2 separate regions of the Hordeum vulgare genome follow, and region 2 is linked to region 1. A link is a contact called in public Hi-C data. All regions are on one chromosome and are shown on one strand. Each heading gives the region's core, a stretch centred on a gene start, on an enhancer-like site or on the middle of the called end of the contact. The rest is flanking DNA. Distances are from core to core; before and after follow the strand shown.

The links. Hi-C and Micro-C count contacts between places; a contact is called where the count stands out from the background.
Region 2: a Hi-C map of seedling shows a contact between it and region 1, with 2.7 times the contacts expected there. The contact joins two enhancer-like sites. A contact is called at or near these places in 3 of 6 Hi-C or Micro-C datasets (leaf and seedling) and 1 of 1 datasets of contacts at active chromatin or transcription factors (embryo).

The regions. Positions count from the first base shown.
Region 1 is chr5H:42,169,181-42,177,114 of MorexV3_pseudomolecules_assembly, forward strand. No RefSeq gene overlaps it. Among protein-coding and RNA genes, the nearest start is that of LOC123397593, 64 kb to the left of the region's middle. Within about 2 kb of position 2,796, at least 3 of the 3 cell types and tissues checked have open chromatin away from gene starts, as enhancers often do. A contact at or near this core is called in leaf and seedling, where this site is marked.
Region 2 is chr5H:42,576,267-42,584,200 of MorexV3_pseudomolecules_assembly, forward strand. No RefSeq gene overlaps it. Among protein-coding and RNA genes, the nearest start is that of LOC123395667, 98 kb to the right of the region's middle. Within about 2 kb of position 2,970, at least 3 of the 3 cell types and tissues checked have open chromatin away from gene starts, as enhancers often do. A contact at or near this core is called in leaf and seedling, where this site is marked.

The DNA.
Region 1 (7,934 bases), core at 1,546-4,045:
CTGCGTTACAACAGGAGGGTCGATGAGCTGCAGCCATGGCCAGCGGTGGAGCGGCGTTACATCACCCGATGCTACGACGTCGCTGTTGAGCTTCAGCGAGGTTGCGATGAAGCTCCGGTGAGGTTGTAGTGAAGCATCGGGACGGTCGTTGAAGCTCCAGCGAGGTTGCAGTGAAGCGTCGGGACGGTCGTTGAAGCTCCGACAAGGTTGCAATGAAGCTCCGACGAGGTTGCAATGAAGCACCACAACGGTCGTCAGAAGCTCCGGCGAGGTTGCAGTGAAGCGCCGCTACGGTCGTGGGAAGCTCCGACGAGATTGCAACGAAGCTCCGACGAGGTTGCAGTGAAGCGCCGCGACGGTCATGGGAAGCTCCGACGAGGTTGCAACGAAGCGCCACGGCGGTCATCAGAAGCTCCGACGAGGTTACAATGAAGCTCCGACGAGGTTGCAGTGAAGTGCCACGACAGTCGTGAAAGCTCCGACGAGGTTGCAATGAAGGGCCTACGGGTGCTGCCATGGGAGACTGCTGCCTGGCGCCTCTTGATCCTGCGGCTGAGAGGATTTGAATCGGATGCTATGAAGGCAGCTTAATTTCGTGACAAATCAACCGACTGATTTGTAGCAGTTTTTTTTTCTTTATCAGGCTGTGGGATCTCATCTTACGCAGCACCTCACGCGCGTGTATGTAATGGAAAATGAGTGGATCATGACACGTCTGGAGGATAAATACATTGCGTCCCACATTGTCCAGTTCCACACGCCAGTGAGAGCAACTCTAGCAGACCCCGCATCCGGCCCCGACCCGTAAAATAACCGTCAAAATGCGGGTCGGGGCGGAAAAACCAGCCCGATCAGACCCCGCATCCCGTCCCGGCCCACAAAACATTTTAGGGGGCGCGGCAAAATCCCGACCCCAACTCGGGAAAACGTGGGTTTCCCCCTCGTGGCTGCGGTGCCCTGCATATAAGCGGAAGCGGTTGGTGGGGGGCATTTCATCCCGCGCTTTCTCCCACCAACCACTTCTCCTCTCCCCCCTCGCGCCGCCGTCGGCCGCCGCCCAAGATTTCGGCGACAGCAGCCGGCAGGAGCACGCCGGAAGGCCGTCACGCGCACGAGAGCTCCCCTCCCTCCCCCCTACATCAGCGGGCCGCCGGATTTACAGATCTCGACACTTCATCGTGGGCTGCCGGATTTGGCTTTTTCCGGCCGCCGGTTGCTGCCCCAGGCGATGGAGTGGTCGGGGAGCCTCTCCCGCAGCCCAGGCAAGGGCGCATCGCCGCATGAAGACACGGGTTCGTCCGCCCGCCGCCGCCGAAGGTTTGCGGGCATGGACTCGTCCGGCCGTCCACCGGGCTCGGCGCTCGCGTAACGTCTTTGTGGCCTGTCGATGCCGCTCATAAAGTGCGATGACTTCACGCACCAAGTGGTGCGGCTCACTTCGGGCACGCCAAAGCACCCCGGATGGGTGTTCTACAAATGCGAAAATGACAGATACGTGCACTTGCGGTAGCTCGTTCCATAGCTCATTCTTTAGTTCAATTGCGGTAGCTCACTTCAAGCTTGCTCATTCTTTTGTGTAGGACGATGGATGCTCATTTTGGTTTTGGGAAGGCCAATACATTGATTTGTTGATAGAAAGAAACTTAATAAATGTTAGTGCACTCCTTAGTACAATCAAAGGCAATGATGCGGCTGCATGTGCAACTAGAGGGGAAATGCATACTTGTGATTCTTGTTTTCTTTGGTTTTGCTATTCTAGCCAAGACTTGGTGATATCTTTTGTATCTAATGTTGTTGTAAAAGCAAAGAAAAGCATTGTGCTAGATCAATTTAAGTTGTAAATCTAAGTTTTACGGGTCGGGAGGAGCTGCGCCGGATCAGAACCCGCATAAGCCGACCCGTATAAAAAGTATATTCCGTAAATATGTTTTTTTACGAATCTATTATGCGGGGTTTGCATCTGTGCCAGCCCGCGCCGTCCGTAAAAGTAATTTTACACGAGCTGCAAACGCGTTTTACGGGTCGGGCAGATACGAGGTCTGGTAGAGTTGCTCTGACTGACGCAACCTGCGTCTAAACGAGAAGACGACGGCCCAGGCATGGAGAAAAGGGCCGGCAATCTTCTGGAGCCACACAACCGGCCGCACTCCACTCCAGCAAGCTAGCTAGCTAGGTCAAGATACACACATCATCATGCATAGCTCCGAATTATTTTCCAGCATGAATATATGCGTGCATGCATATCCAGATATTCTCGTGACTCTGTTTTATACTTCCTCCGTTTTAAAATTCTTTTCTTACATTTGTCTATATAGAAATATACATAGTCAAGTTTTGATATATCCATTTTTAAATAAACTTAAGACAAGAATTTTGGAACAGAGGAAATACCCACTAACTGATTTTTTAGTTAAAATTTTAGTATGATATCATGCTGGAAATTCCCTCTGTTCCAGAATACTTGCCGTGATTTTAGTTTAATAATAATAAATTTACTAAAGCTAAGGGATAGTACTAAACTTTTACTAATAGGTAGCTCGAAACATTAGCTGGGGAGCTGCTAAAATCTGTTGACATGAGGCAAAAGCATCTGACTTTGCATAAAAATAGTAAAGAGACATATATTTTGGACCGAAGATTGTACATGGACATTGGACAAGGTTGCATAAAAGGGTACAAAACATTATTTTGACACACACGAGTCCTCTATGAGAGCTGGAGAGGGGTCGAGAGGACAAGCTAGGTTGTAGTAGTGGGCATCTTCTAACAAACCGGCCATAGCTTACCAAATCGCCATAAAGGAAGGCTTGGAGCTATGTGCACATATGTGTGGCCCATGAATCTTCCAAAGGACCATGCATGCATGCTAGGTGACAAATGTACTTGGATCGCCATGACATCAGAGAGATGCGTGGTAGTTACACATGCCAACAAAAAGTTACAACTAATTAGGCAGACGTGCACCCACATGCACACCCTTGTGCTCAAAAATAAAACTAAATTACGAGTGTCAACAGTTTTCTTCAAACAAAACATCAAGGTATCTTTTTATGCTGTCAATTTTCATGGGGAAAATGCTGTTATCATTGCCCGTTTTGCAGCATATATGCAGTTCTACATGTTTCTATTTCACTATTTTTTCATGAAAAAAAGACCCTTGCTACCTTTTTTTTTAAAAAAAAGGTGTAAACGGAATTGAAACATTTGCATGTTCATTTGGTTTCTGCAAACTTTTTAACACGGGTTAGTAAATGTATTTTCATTCTGCAAGTGGATTACAAACATCCATATGTCAAGGAAAATGGGGAAGGGAAAATTTATTTTGTGATGTGCGATATGGATGCGGCGTGTCTCTTATAGTACAAGGCCCAAAAGAGGAGGAAAGTGTGGGCAATCATGCGTGCAAAGGGGGATCATGAAAAGATGGATGGACGGCAGTTTCATCCTTCAAGCAAGGGCCAATCATTCAAGCTGTACTACCAGCTCTTCTGTAGACATATCTTGCAAGCAAGAATTGATAATCCATTGTCTTGACGGACGTGACAACTCGGTTCATAATTGTTTTCCACGCCCACTTTTCGATCTGTCCACGAAGGAACAAGATTGATCATATCCACCTTTCGTTTAAATTATATCACTACTTGGTATTTTTTTAATTCAGCACCGTTATCGACAAGACCAAAATGAACGAACATAATCACGATTCACGGCTGACTGGCCTAGAAAAAACCAGTGCTCATGAAGATAATTTGTAATTCAGCAGCATGATTCCGATATTAATTAGTATGCAAGAAATTAGTGACAGTGGTATTAACGTGCCCATACATCGCATTTACAAGTGGTGCCACGACAAATCCATAATGGATATAATGGAGGTGCAACAAGGATCAATCAATGCGTGACATCAAGAAGAATAATGCTGCTCAGATACAGTCATACAGATCACGCAACCATTTGTTTCGATCTTCCAGATTGATGACATTTATATGCTGCTTCTTCTGCATCCAACTCTTCAATTGCTGAAAAAATAATTACTTTGTGCCCCTAACAATCATCCTAGACATTCAAGATTAAGCTAGCCATGCCACAGATATGGAACTAAACTTTTTTCATTATTAAGAAGATCAAGAAAGTTACAATATCCTGGCGTATTTGGGCAGTTAGTTTTCCTCTACCTCCTGCAAATGTTCTGGCAAGAAATTGACCTAGCTACCTACAACAGTTAAGTAGGAAAAGAACGATGGATCATTAACATCGAAGTCTGAAAAATAAGCACATACTCCTACATACATTAGCCTGAGACCCTGAGTACTGCCAAAGCAGCCTAAACAGTATAAAAAATCATGATTAATGCCAAAGGCTGCCTAATGAGCAGTCTATACCATCTCACATACGCGAAACGAACAGTGACATAAATACCTAAATTCTGATCTAAATATAAATGAACTAAATCACAAGCCACAAGATCGATTCAGATATTACCACCGGGACAGGTCAATTTAAACGTCACCTCATGAAAGAAAACTTTCGTTCTAGGCAGTAAATCTTGGGAGAGGAAAGGAAAAGGAACAATCGACAGGATCTGAAGAAACCTACCACTAGTAACACCCAAGAAACCCAGATCCGTTCTACAACGAAAGATCGAAAGAAAATACGCAGAATCAAGAACCAAGACAGAACCAACCTACACAGGAATTGATGACTCACAAGGCAGGCACGGCCGAGCATAGATCGGTAGTCGCGAGGCAGTGAGGCGAGTTGGATGGATCTCACCTTGAGGACAACCTGCAGGAAGGGTAGTAGATGCATGGTCCATGTATAGATTTCATGGGATTTTAGGGTTTTCGTTGTGCTCCGACCAGCGGATGAAACTCCAGCATGACCTGATTGACATGGATTCTGATCCACGAGTTAGGTCATCAGATCATGCTGGCAGCTTCACCAGCTCGTGGTGCACCTTGATCTACCCATCAAAGAGAAAGGGGAATAACTCTGGCACTTTTGGCAGGAGAGGGAGAGAGAGAGGTGGGAATAATTGGGGGCGGAGGAGGTCCCGTCAAAGAGAGCAGCAAGCGGCGACTGAGGATATATAGGCCAAGCGGTGAGAGAGAAACTCAGAATTGCTCATCTCTCTCTCTCTCATTTTTTCCCCTTCTCTTGATTTTTTTTTCCATTTTTTTAGGACGGTACTAGTACTAGTACTGTGAAAATCGCTGCTGCAACAAACTATGCTGGAGATGAGTGGAACACAAGGACACCAAGGGTAGTATTCGTGGCTTCGTCATACCCATCGGACGATCAAGCGGCGCCTATTTTGTATTTTTAGATTTCTTTGAGGAGTTTGTGTATTTTTGGATTGATCAATTGTTTCATTTCATGTCTATTGCATTTCTTGTTTATCATTGCATCAACACGGCGGACCCATCGACCAGTTTGCGATAGAAACACGGGTTCAACAATTTATGTTTTCCTACTTAATTTCAGCTCAAATTGGAACAAATAATTCTGGCATAGATCCAAAACTTATTGGCCATATGCATACCAAGGATGCGTGCTTGTGTGGCGGTCACATGGATAATTAAGGTGTGTCTACACGTCATGTACGTCCAAACAGTAGATCTAAAAGCTAGCTAGAGAAGAGATGTCGTCGTCGTTCTCTGGATCAATACATGTATGAAAAACAAATAGCGGTCCCAAATTTAAGGCATGCCACCAAAGGCATCCAAAGGCTTCTCACATCTTTCCATTCACCAGGACTTTATAATGTTATTACTAACTTTTTCGTTTTGTTAACTGAGGTTCTTTTATCTGTCATCGATTCGGTGTGTAGAGTAGCTAGCTACTAGCTAGGGACCATTTCGTGCATGTCGACATCACATTAATTTCGTATCAACTTTTATCTTGAATTCCAATCGTTGGGCTGTCGTCCAAAATTGCAACTTCATGATCAAGACTTCACTACCAATTCGAAATGGATGTGCACACAACATGTTGTGCTCGATGTGCAGCCGATACAAACTCTGGACCGTAAGATTGTCAGGCAACAAATTTACAAAGGAAACGTTGGCTATCTAACGTGTGAAAAGCGTTGGCTGCTTTGCGATGCTCCTACCAATTTGCTAGGGATTAAAGTAGTACATATGCCTATGAAGACACTTGCTCAAATCAGTGGTCCTTTTCACATTTCTTCCTTTTGATCACTAGCACAGCAGCACTCACCAACAAATAATCTTCATTCAAACGAATAAAAATAGATAAAATATGACCTTTCGATAATGATAAAAGTAGGAAGATGGATGCGTCATAAAATGATTATAACTGTTTTGTGCCAAAAAATATAACCCGCAGTTACAAGCTGATTAGATCCACAATATCGTTAGGAATATGATTTCTAAATTTGTCAACTAGCATGGAAAAATGAGGGCTGCTCAGACTGGCAGTGGGATTGTTCAGTGGCCCAGTTCTGGAACCGAGAAAGTGACAAGATCGATGTATATATCACCACTTCCGGTCCGGGCTTGAAAGTGGCCCAGTTATAGCTTTCTCCACATGCATACGTCTACTAGCTTGGTAGATCTAGACCTTTTCTTAGTTTAGCTAGCTGCCCAAATATATGGAACTTGTTATCCAATTCCCTACACATATATACACGGGAAGAGGGCGTAATTTGGTGACCCTACATGTGTACACTTCAATTGCTTTATCGGCATGTATATTTTAAAAGAAAAACCGTGTGCCTCTGCCTAATTTTGGCACGAGCGTACGACGATTTTGGTTGAAAAAACGTATAGTGAATTTTACATAAAAGTAAATGGATATATGTTCGTAGATATATCTTGCAGAGAAATAAAATTGTATGTATGCGTAGCTGATCTACAGTGTGGATTAGCTAGAGCAGGAACCAAGTACATACATGTCGCCATCATCAAATCATCATGTATAGCTAGCTAGATTTGATTAGCTTAATAAATATATTGTGGTAGTTAGTTGGTGGGCTTGTGGCCAAGTGCTTCGGCTAGACTATACTATTTTACTAAATAATCATATGAACTACTATTAAAGTAGTACAGTAGCTAACTAACTAACTTGTTTGGAGGTATAGTATAGTAGTGCTACCAAACTGAAATCGGTGCACTCCACACATATCGTAACCTAATCGAATAGCCGGCCAAGAGACAATAAACTAAGTATGTGTACCAAATAAAGCGATGACCCCCCATGAAACAATCAAATTAACAAGCAGAAAAGTTGTGATGAAAAGGCAGAAAATATGGTTTCCCTTGCTGCTCAACTATGAAAATCTGGCCCTAGCCCCCACAAGCTCATATACTAAGCACTATACAAAGTTCATCAGAACCTTCATGGTTAGAGCTGGGTTAATTTAATGCGAGGAGCTAGCAGATAAGCTAGCCACTTACCCCTGGCCGGCTATGAAGCCCTTCGGCCCCATAGGCCATACTGCAAACACATAGTATATGCCCATTGCTGGGAAGAAATGAGGCTGTCAGTCATGATCTAACAAGGATTCACAAGCAGAAGCGAATCAAAGCTAGATCATGCTGGCAGCTTCACTCATTCACATGGGCATTTCCATCCTAACCAAGAACATCATCCTTCCTCATCTATTTATCTCTCTGTGTCAAGGAAAATCTCGCTCTTCTTGGCTAAAATGTAGTATAGAGGGGAAGAGGCTTCAACCAAACTAGGAAAAAGGGAGGAGGAGAGCAAAGAAGAAGAAGAACAAGATGATGATGTGATGATCTTGAGCTCACAAGTGCATCAGCACCAGCACACAGAAGCTTGTAGAAGAAACAAAAAGAGAGCAAGGCTGTTCGTTCTATGCAGAGTGCTGGACGGGCACATGTATTTATAGAGGAGTATGGAATGTAGGATGATATGGTGATCAGGATGTGGGGGTATTGCGTTTTTTCTTG
Region 2 (7,934 bases), core at 1,720-4,219, 410 kb after region 1:
ACATAAATAAAGAAATTAAAAAGTCCTCCATAGTCAGAGCCCATGCACACTACTTAAGATAAAATTAAAAACATAAAAAATATAATGTGGTCGCCCCGCGTGTCGCAGAAGCTGTCGTCGTCGATGCCGTGGCCGACGAAGCCATCGCCGCTATCGTCTTCACGCGCCACCATCCTCGTCGTTGCTCATCACGTCCATTTAGGGTGGGGGTGTCCAAAGCTGGGGCGGTAGCCCCCAAAATGGACGGGGTGCGTGCTACGCAGGCGGCGGCGGCGACGGCGGCGGTGGTGACCACGATGCCCATGCACGCTCCTATGTGGCATCCTCCTTCACTTCCATCTTCACCTCCTGCTTCATCTACACCTCCGGCTCGTAAACGTCTCCGAAGGCCGATAACTCGAGCATCTCCTATAGGCCCTCCTATTCCTCCTCCCGGCGGCTCATGTACGCCCGCTCAGAGTCCTCCATGACGGCTTACACGAACTGCTCCTCCTCCTCGGTTGTCATGGCAGGAGGCTGCAGGGGCGACGACGACGGGAAGGGAGAGGGTGTCGGTGTCACGTTGCGCAGCCGCAGGCTCTAGGCGGGCTTGGTGCGTGCACACGAGGCACACGGGACGGGCTACTACCACGACTATTAAACAAAGGTTTGTCGACGCATGTCGTGCTCGTCTTGGAACCATGTGTCCCATAGGGACGAGTGGACGTCGTATCTGCCGTAGGCGAGGTGCTGGCACAGAATTCGGGTGTGATGACTGGCGATGTCCTGGAGGCGGACACGACCGCTCGCTGGGACAGGGGGAATGGGCACCTGATCCGGGCTCAGGTGCCATCCTTCTGGGAGGTGGACATGCGACCACGACATCGGTGTGTCGGTTTCCCAGTACCGACGATGGATGACGACCTTGATGTAGGACCAGAAGCATGACGCGGCCACATGAGGGGAGATGGAAAAGGATGCGAGTGAGGTGGAGTGCCTGGCCGCCCTTCGAGACAAGGTGGACGACAACCACACCTCGTGCCCGCTCTTGGTCTTCTTGCTTGAGTGCCACTTCCACAACCCCATGGCCGGCAGGGAGCGAGGTGGACGATAGCGCTAGGCTAGGGTTTGGTGTCTACTGTGGTGGGAGCAAAGATGGTGAGGAAGTGAAAGTCCACGACTTCACCATAAAAAAACGTGGTTCAGGCCGTTTTGTTGGCTGACATGCGGGCCCTTTTTTCTGTGTGCATTGACTCGGTTAGGTGAAAGAAAATTGAAAAGCCCAACCAAGTTTAGGTCCACAATAAAATGAAACGGACGAGAAACAAATTTACAAATAAAAACGCACGTTGGATCGGTTCGTTTGTCCGTTTGAATCCAAACAAACAAAAACGGATAATATGGGACGTGTGTTGGCTCTGTCAGATCGGATGAAGATGATGTCCCTAGTATCACCTCCTCGGAGGCATCATCTTGAAGACATGATCATGGATTTCGATGCTGTGCACAGTTGATGGTGAGCTCTGGTGTGTGGTTGTGCCAGTTGGATCTTTTTTCTTCTTCTTTCATTTCATTTTATACTACGTAACCTTTTTATTGTGTTTTTCTTCTCTGAAGGTGTATTAGTATTACCTCTTCTCTTTGATTATATATCAAGTTTATGTTGCTTACCACATATATCACGCGGTAGTATTACCTCTTCTGATTAATGAATTTGACAGTTATCCTGTCAACATTCAAAAAATAAAAAGACAGTAATGGAAGGGCCCCTAGTGTGGTCCAGGCGACCAGGCCAAGGGCTACGCACGCATCAACACAGTATGCATACATTTATATATTGCGAATGCATTTCTTTACAAGCATGACAAACAAAAGCCGTTGCTGCTACCAGGAGTAGCTTTGCTGGCTAGCTAGTGTATGTGTTGAATCCCTGATCAACTCACCCCTGGGCTGGCTGCTACTCCTAGCAGCTACCTAGGTGGGAGTAGCAGTGTGGCGCATGCAGTGGATTAAAATATTATGATCCTCTCGATCAACAATGAAAAGCATCGATATGCAGCTTTATACAGGCATGCGCGCGTATGCATGCAGCGTGCCGTATACTATGCGCACGCTCCACGGCTGCGTGCAGTAGAAATCTCGCGAGATATATTGTATACATTTGCGATTTGTACCACAGATCCCGGTCGGTAGCAACAGTCTGTAGGGATGGCACCAACCTGATCGATGGAGTTTATACACCAAGCACGAAGCAGGAATGCACAGTAGCGATGGTTGGTTTCGGCTGTAAAAAGACACTGCCACTCATGAACATAGTAATACAGTTTGACGTGGAAGGAAACGAAACCAGAGGAAAGCAGTTGGTGCCCATCCCGGCATCGGCATTTAACAGCGCGGGGTGCCGCGGTTGGGGCATCGCTGTTGGGTTTCCGCTGGCATCTGATCTGACGGCATGGATCGGCATGCGTACAGTCCATGGATCGAGGATCCATGCCGCAGGAGGCACGCACGCAGCAGCGGGCGCGATATGGAACCTGCAGTAATCAATAAGACGAGCGAGTAGCCATTAACCCGAGGCGAGCTAGCATGCGCGTAGCGTAGCGTATAGCCTGCGTGCGACTGCGATGCGTCGAGATCGGCTAGCTGCTGGCTGCTGGTAGAGAGAGAGTACCACGCTGGACAGTTGCATGCGCATCGGCTAGCTAGGTAGCTAGCTGCTCTACTCTACCCACCTAGCCCTAGGTCTAGGAGTAGGAGTAGCTATCTCTCTCTCTGGATATGTTAATGGCGGTCCTGCTGTAGTAGCTAGTACGTCTAGCTAGGGGTAGATGTTTAGGTAGGTAGGTGGGTAGCTGCTGTCGATCCTGCTTGCAAGTTGCAGCTGAAAACGAGTCCTAGGCAATGCTAGGCGCGCGCGCTCCCTCTCTCTGTGTCTGCGCTGCGCGTCCACAGCACAGATAGATCGATGCAGCAATTGACAAATTAAATTGTGCCTGGCAGGACCGGCGTCGCTGTCTCTGCACCGTCGCCCCGACGGAGCCGCACGGCACACCACTCCACGCCGAGGGTTCTCAACTTGGATACTACAAAGTTGCCAACCAGCAGCATGATCGATAGGCTTTCTTCGCTAGTGGGCTGGAGGCTTGGGCCTGGACGGACATGGAAATATGTAACATGGACGGGCTGTTAAATCCAGAATTTCATATACGACGCACCTATCACTCAATAAATAAATAAGTAAATATACGACGCACTATGCATCGGAAAATCTTAGGGCAACTAAATGGATGTTACACATTGCTGTGGGAGCACGCCAAGTGGCACGTCTAGTCACTGCCACTTGTCACATGCGGATGCGGGCGCTCCCTCTAAATTTCATTTTCTTGTGTCTTTCAGTACGTTTTCTCGTGTTTAAATTGGTTTTTATGTATTTTTTTACTACTAGCAAAATGACCCGTGTGTTGCCACGGAAGATAAAAACATAATCTTCAATGATGGTGATCACATTATGTTCATATATCATCGCTTGATTTTAAAATTTTATGCACAAATGCAAGAAAATGTTTCTTCTTTTAAATTTATTCACAAGTTGAAGCAATCTTTACATTTTCAAAAAATATATATCATGGTTGTTTAAAATCTTGGTCACTCAAAGATTTATTCTGAATTTCAATATTTTTTAAAAAACATACAATAGTAATTTGATCCATCCAACAGTTAATTCTTCAAAATTCACACAAGTATATTGTCACAAAGACTTAGAAGTATTAATGTTTAACTACATACATTAGATCTTTCGTGAAGAATTTTAAAAATATGGAAACAATTTTAAAATCGAGAACATTTTTTACAATTTACAAACATTTACTAAAAATTGTGAATATTTTTTATATTTCGAACGGGTTTAAATATTTTCTTTTGAATTGGCGACCAGTTCAAGAAAAGACGAACATAATTTTTTATGTTGGAGGATTTTATTTTAAATTCACAAACATTTTTTGAAACGCATGAAGTTTTTATGAATAAACAAACATTTTTAGAAATCAGTAATATATTTATTAAATTCATGGACATTGTTTTGGAATTTGCAAAAAAAAAAACGGCGCTTTTTTCGTACCCACAAACATTTTATGTTTTTGTCAGCATTTAATTCAAAATTCCTCTTTTTGATATGCAAAAGTTTTTGTAATTCTAAATTATTTAAATTAGAAATAAACAAAAATGAAACGGAAAATTTTAAATAAAAAAAGAAACTATCAAAACAGGCATTAGCTATTTTTAAAATTTTAGGACATTTTTTAAATGCATTAACATATTTTTAATTAGAAAGCATTTTGTTAAATGCCTTTAATAATTTTTAATACATGGAATTGTATTTGAAATCATGGACTTTTCTTATTGTACAAACATTTTATTGTATATGCGATAATTTTTGACAAAGCTCCGAGCAGTTTTTGAAGTCACAAACATTTTATTTTTTAAAATATTTTGATTTGTATTTTTCAGTTTATTAAATTTTTTAATGATAAGTTCTAAATTATTTACAATAAAAAAATAAAACAGAACTGAAAATAAATAAATAAACGGAACTAAAAGCAGACGCCTGTGCATGGGTCGGCCCATACGGTGTGCTGGATATTCTCCCAGCGTGTAGAGCGTAATATAGGAGGTTTTTACATGGGCCGGTCCAGTCCAAGATTTTTTTTTTGCTTTCTGAAACGTTTTCTATTACTTACCGGTGGCATGGTGGGTAATAAATGCAAACTTTAAGGGTAATTTCCATGACGGACGACCAGAAACCGAATTTGCTTTATTATTACTAGTAAATATGCCCGTGCGTTGCAAGGGGGGAATACACACAATTTCTATTAGTCATTGTTGGCCGAGTCGAGAAATTGTCTTTGGATAGTCAATACCAAATTTAATAATAATTGAGTCTAATATTGAAGGTAAGTTTATGAGTAAATTCAGGTTCTGATATTTCATCAAACATTCGAAAGAAATCCAGCAAATATGTATCAGTTGTCTACAAATAAATTTATATCACTATTTTACTAATGCTATATATATTACTGTTCAGGTTGGGCCTAACTTCCAATACCTATCTTTCAAACATTGAATATTGAGCTATCCTCCACAATTTGTACCTACATGGAGTTAACTTGATAAGAAAACAACTAAACATATTTATATTTCTAAAATGCTGCGAGAAGGATGTTGTCCTCTAGTGGAACCTCTAAAAAGACTATTATTTAAGAACGGAGGGAGTAGGCAGCAGAGTGGCATATATCATAGCTAGTATGAGGTTGACAGCTTCTATCAACCAAAACTTGAAAGTACATCACTTAAAAGAAAAAGAAAACACTTCAATCCAGAGGCACTTGTTTGCAGAAAGTGTAAATATGTACCATGCTATTTGTATCCACTTCCGTGTAGAAAATATTTTTTTAATCCTTATTATACTTGAGTAGTTTCTATAATATTGAATATGTTTACTTGTGTAGGCATTCCCCAAACGATCCCCTCTGGTCGACGACTTCTCAAGGGCAATCCTCAGCATAACAGAGGGAGATACTATCATTCAGATAGAAAGGAAATGGATAGGAGATCAAAATACCTGTCAGAATGACGGCCCCACCATCGGCTCAAGCAGTCTAAAGTTCAAAACTTTTGAGAGCTCTTTCTGCTCACTCGAGTTGCTTCAACATCTGCCCTTTTGATAGCCCTCGTGATGTTTCTCTACAAGAGGTACAAGAAAAAGAACAACACAGGTCAGATTGAAACAACTGCAGATTCTAACCCATCCCACGATATGCAGTTAACTGTACCAGATGTTTTAGATAGCTACGTCTGCCAGCAAGAGATAGAGATATCTAGAGAACTCACAAGCCCGTGTTCAAAAGTCCAATCAACTCCAGATTTTACACCTCATGGAACACCAGGCAATGGTTTGTAGCATCATGTTAAGTCACCCTTATTCAGGTTCTCAGTCTCCAGAGTACACCTGGTCATCTTTTGTTCTCATGTGTGTATTTTCTTGTGTATTATGTATGAATGCTGACGGCCATGCCTTCTAACTGCATGCCAGTGCAGCAGCAATGCAACTGTAAGCTTATTGTGTAATGTATTCTAATTTTGCTCAGGTTCCAAGTGTACATCAACAATCTATCAGTGTAAGACTGTAATCCAAGGAGTACCAGCGTAGCCTGAACTACAACTTGGCACCTGTGCACTGTGTCCGTGCCCCTATTTTTTTTGGATAAGCAGGTAGGCCACAGTCTAGCTTATGTATTCCAAAACCAGACCGAGGTCTCTGGAGGCTAACCAAATGCGTCATTGATATAGAAAAAGGGCTGACCAAAAATGCAACGTACAAAAATAAATGAATCCAAAATATTTCTCAGATACAAAATACTACGCTTGTTATATTTACCGGAATTACTGGATTCCAAAAATATGGAACACCAAATCACAAAAGGAAAAGTAGAGTGTATCGTAGCAATTGGTGTATTCTGTCAACTCATAAATATATTTTGCTATCTTTCAGCCGATGGACTTCCATTTTCTTGTGCCACCACACATGTCACCTAAAATCAAAATCGTTGAAATACTGTCAAAGCGAATACTCCACATATGTATCTGGCAGACTCAACTGCAATATCCTTTTTGCCGGCATAAGACCAATCAAGAAGTAGTTCAGTATGTCAGCTCCATATCTCTTGTGAATGTGTGATGCATGCCTTAGGACCTCCTGCAGGTATGCCCCATTTATGTGTGTGTTTTTCTTGGTGATAAAGTTCTTGTTTTAGTCAGAGAGGTAGAGCTGTCATCTGCTTCATCTACTATCTCTACTAAAAATGAAGCTTGGGTGTTAGTAGTTGTCATTGAATTTTTAGATGACCAACAATAAAGTTTGTTGCTTAATTTTGGACTGCCAAGTGTAAGTTTACCAAGTGTGTGGGTGTAGCAAGTAACATCTCTGAACCCTGAAAAAAAGAATCAAAATCGAATCCATTCTCCATGTCCTCACAATGCCTATGAATTTCACATAGTGGTAGTTTAAGCACCACACACATTGTCCATGCAAAAAGAGGTGGAATTAAACTATATCTAAATTGAACTTTACAAAATTTTAAAATCAGAACCTTTGTATAGCTGACGATGGATCATCATATCACTTGCCTTCTACTCATTGTCCCTGTTGGCATCCTGCATACACACCAGCCACGAATTAACATATATGCGCGTCCACACACACACAAGAAACCACACATGCATGTCTATACACCGAGGATATCATCTTCTACATTCTCTAAATTGACCATGTAGCACCACAAAAAACAAATTCTGTAGTCACATTTCATCAAACAGTTTGCCTCCCTCGAAATAATAATATCATGGTGGGGGTAATGCGTGATACAGGGGCGGCAAGCAGAGGGGACACACCAGGCGACGAGCAGGAGACGCGCGCCGTAGAGGGGTTTCGGCGGCCGTCGTCGGTGGGGTTGGGTGCACGTGATGGACGCCGATGAGCAGCTCGTCCTTGCTTCCCCGCACCACACGTTCAACAAAGTGATGTGGCCGGGGGACTCTACGGCTGGATCCCACAGCCTTGATCCAGTACTCGTCGACTGGATTGGGGAACATCTCATCGGTGCGTGCTCGTCGTGGGCGACGAAGGGAATCGGAAGGAGGCCCGCGACAGGTGGATCACAGGGCGAGGCGTCGCGTCAGATACAGCTGATTTTAAATAGGTTTGCTAACTTTCTAGTTCATTTCTTCTTTTTGGCTTAGGTTCAGAATAGTGGAACCCTGATATGCTCGTTAGACCACAACAATTGTGAATTAGTTAGAGCAGTTGACAGCCTTTTATTTCATTCGACATTCGCCACAGATATAAACAAATTAGTCCAGTACGACCCAAGATATCCTACATTTCAAATATTGAGATGAGC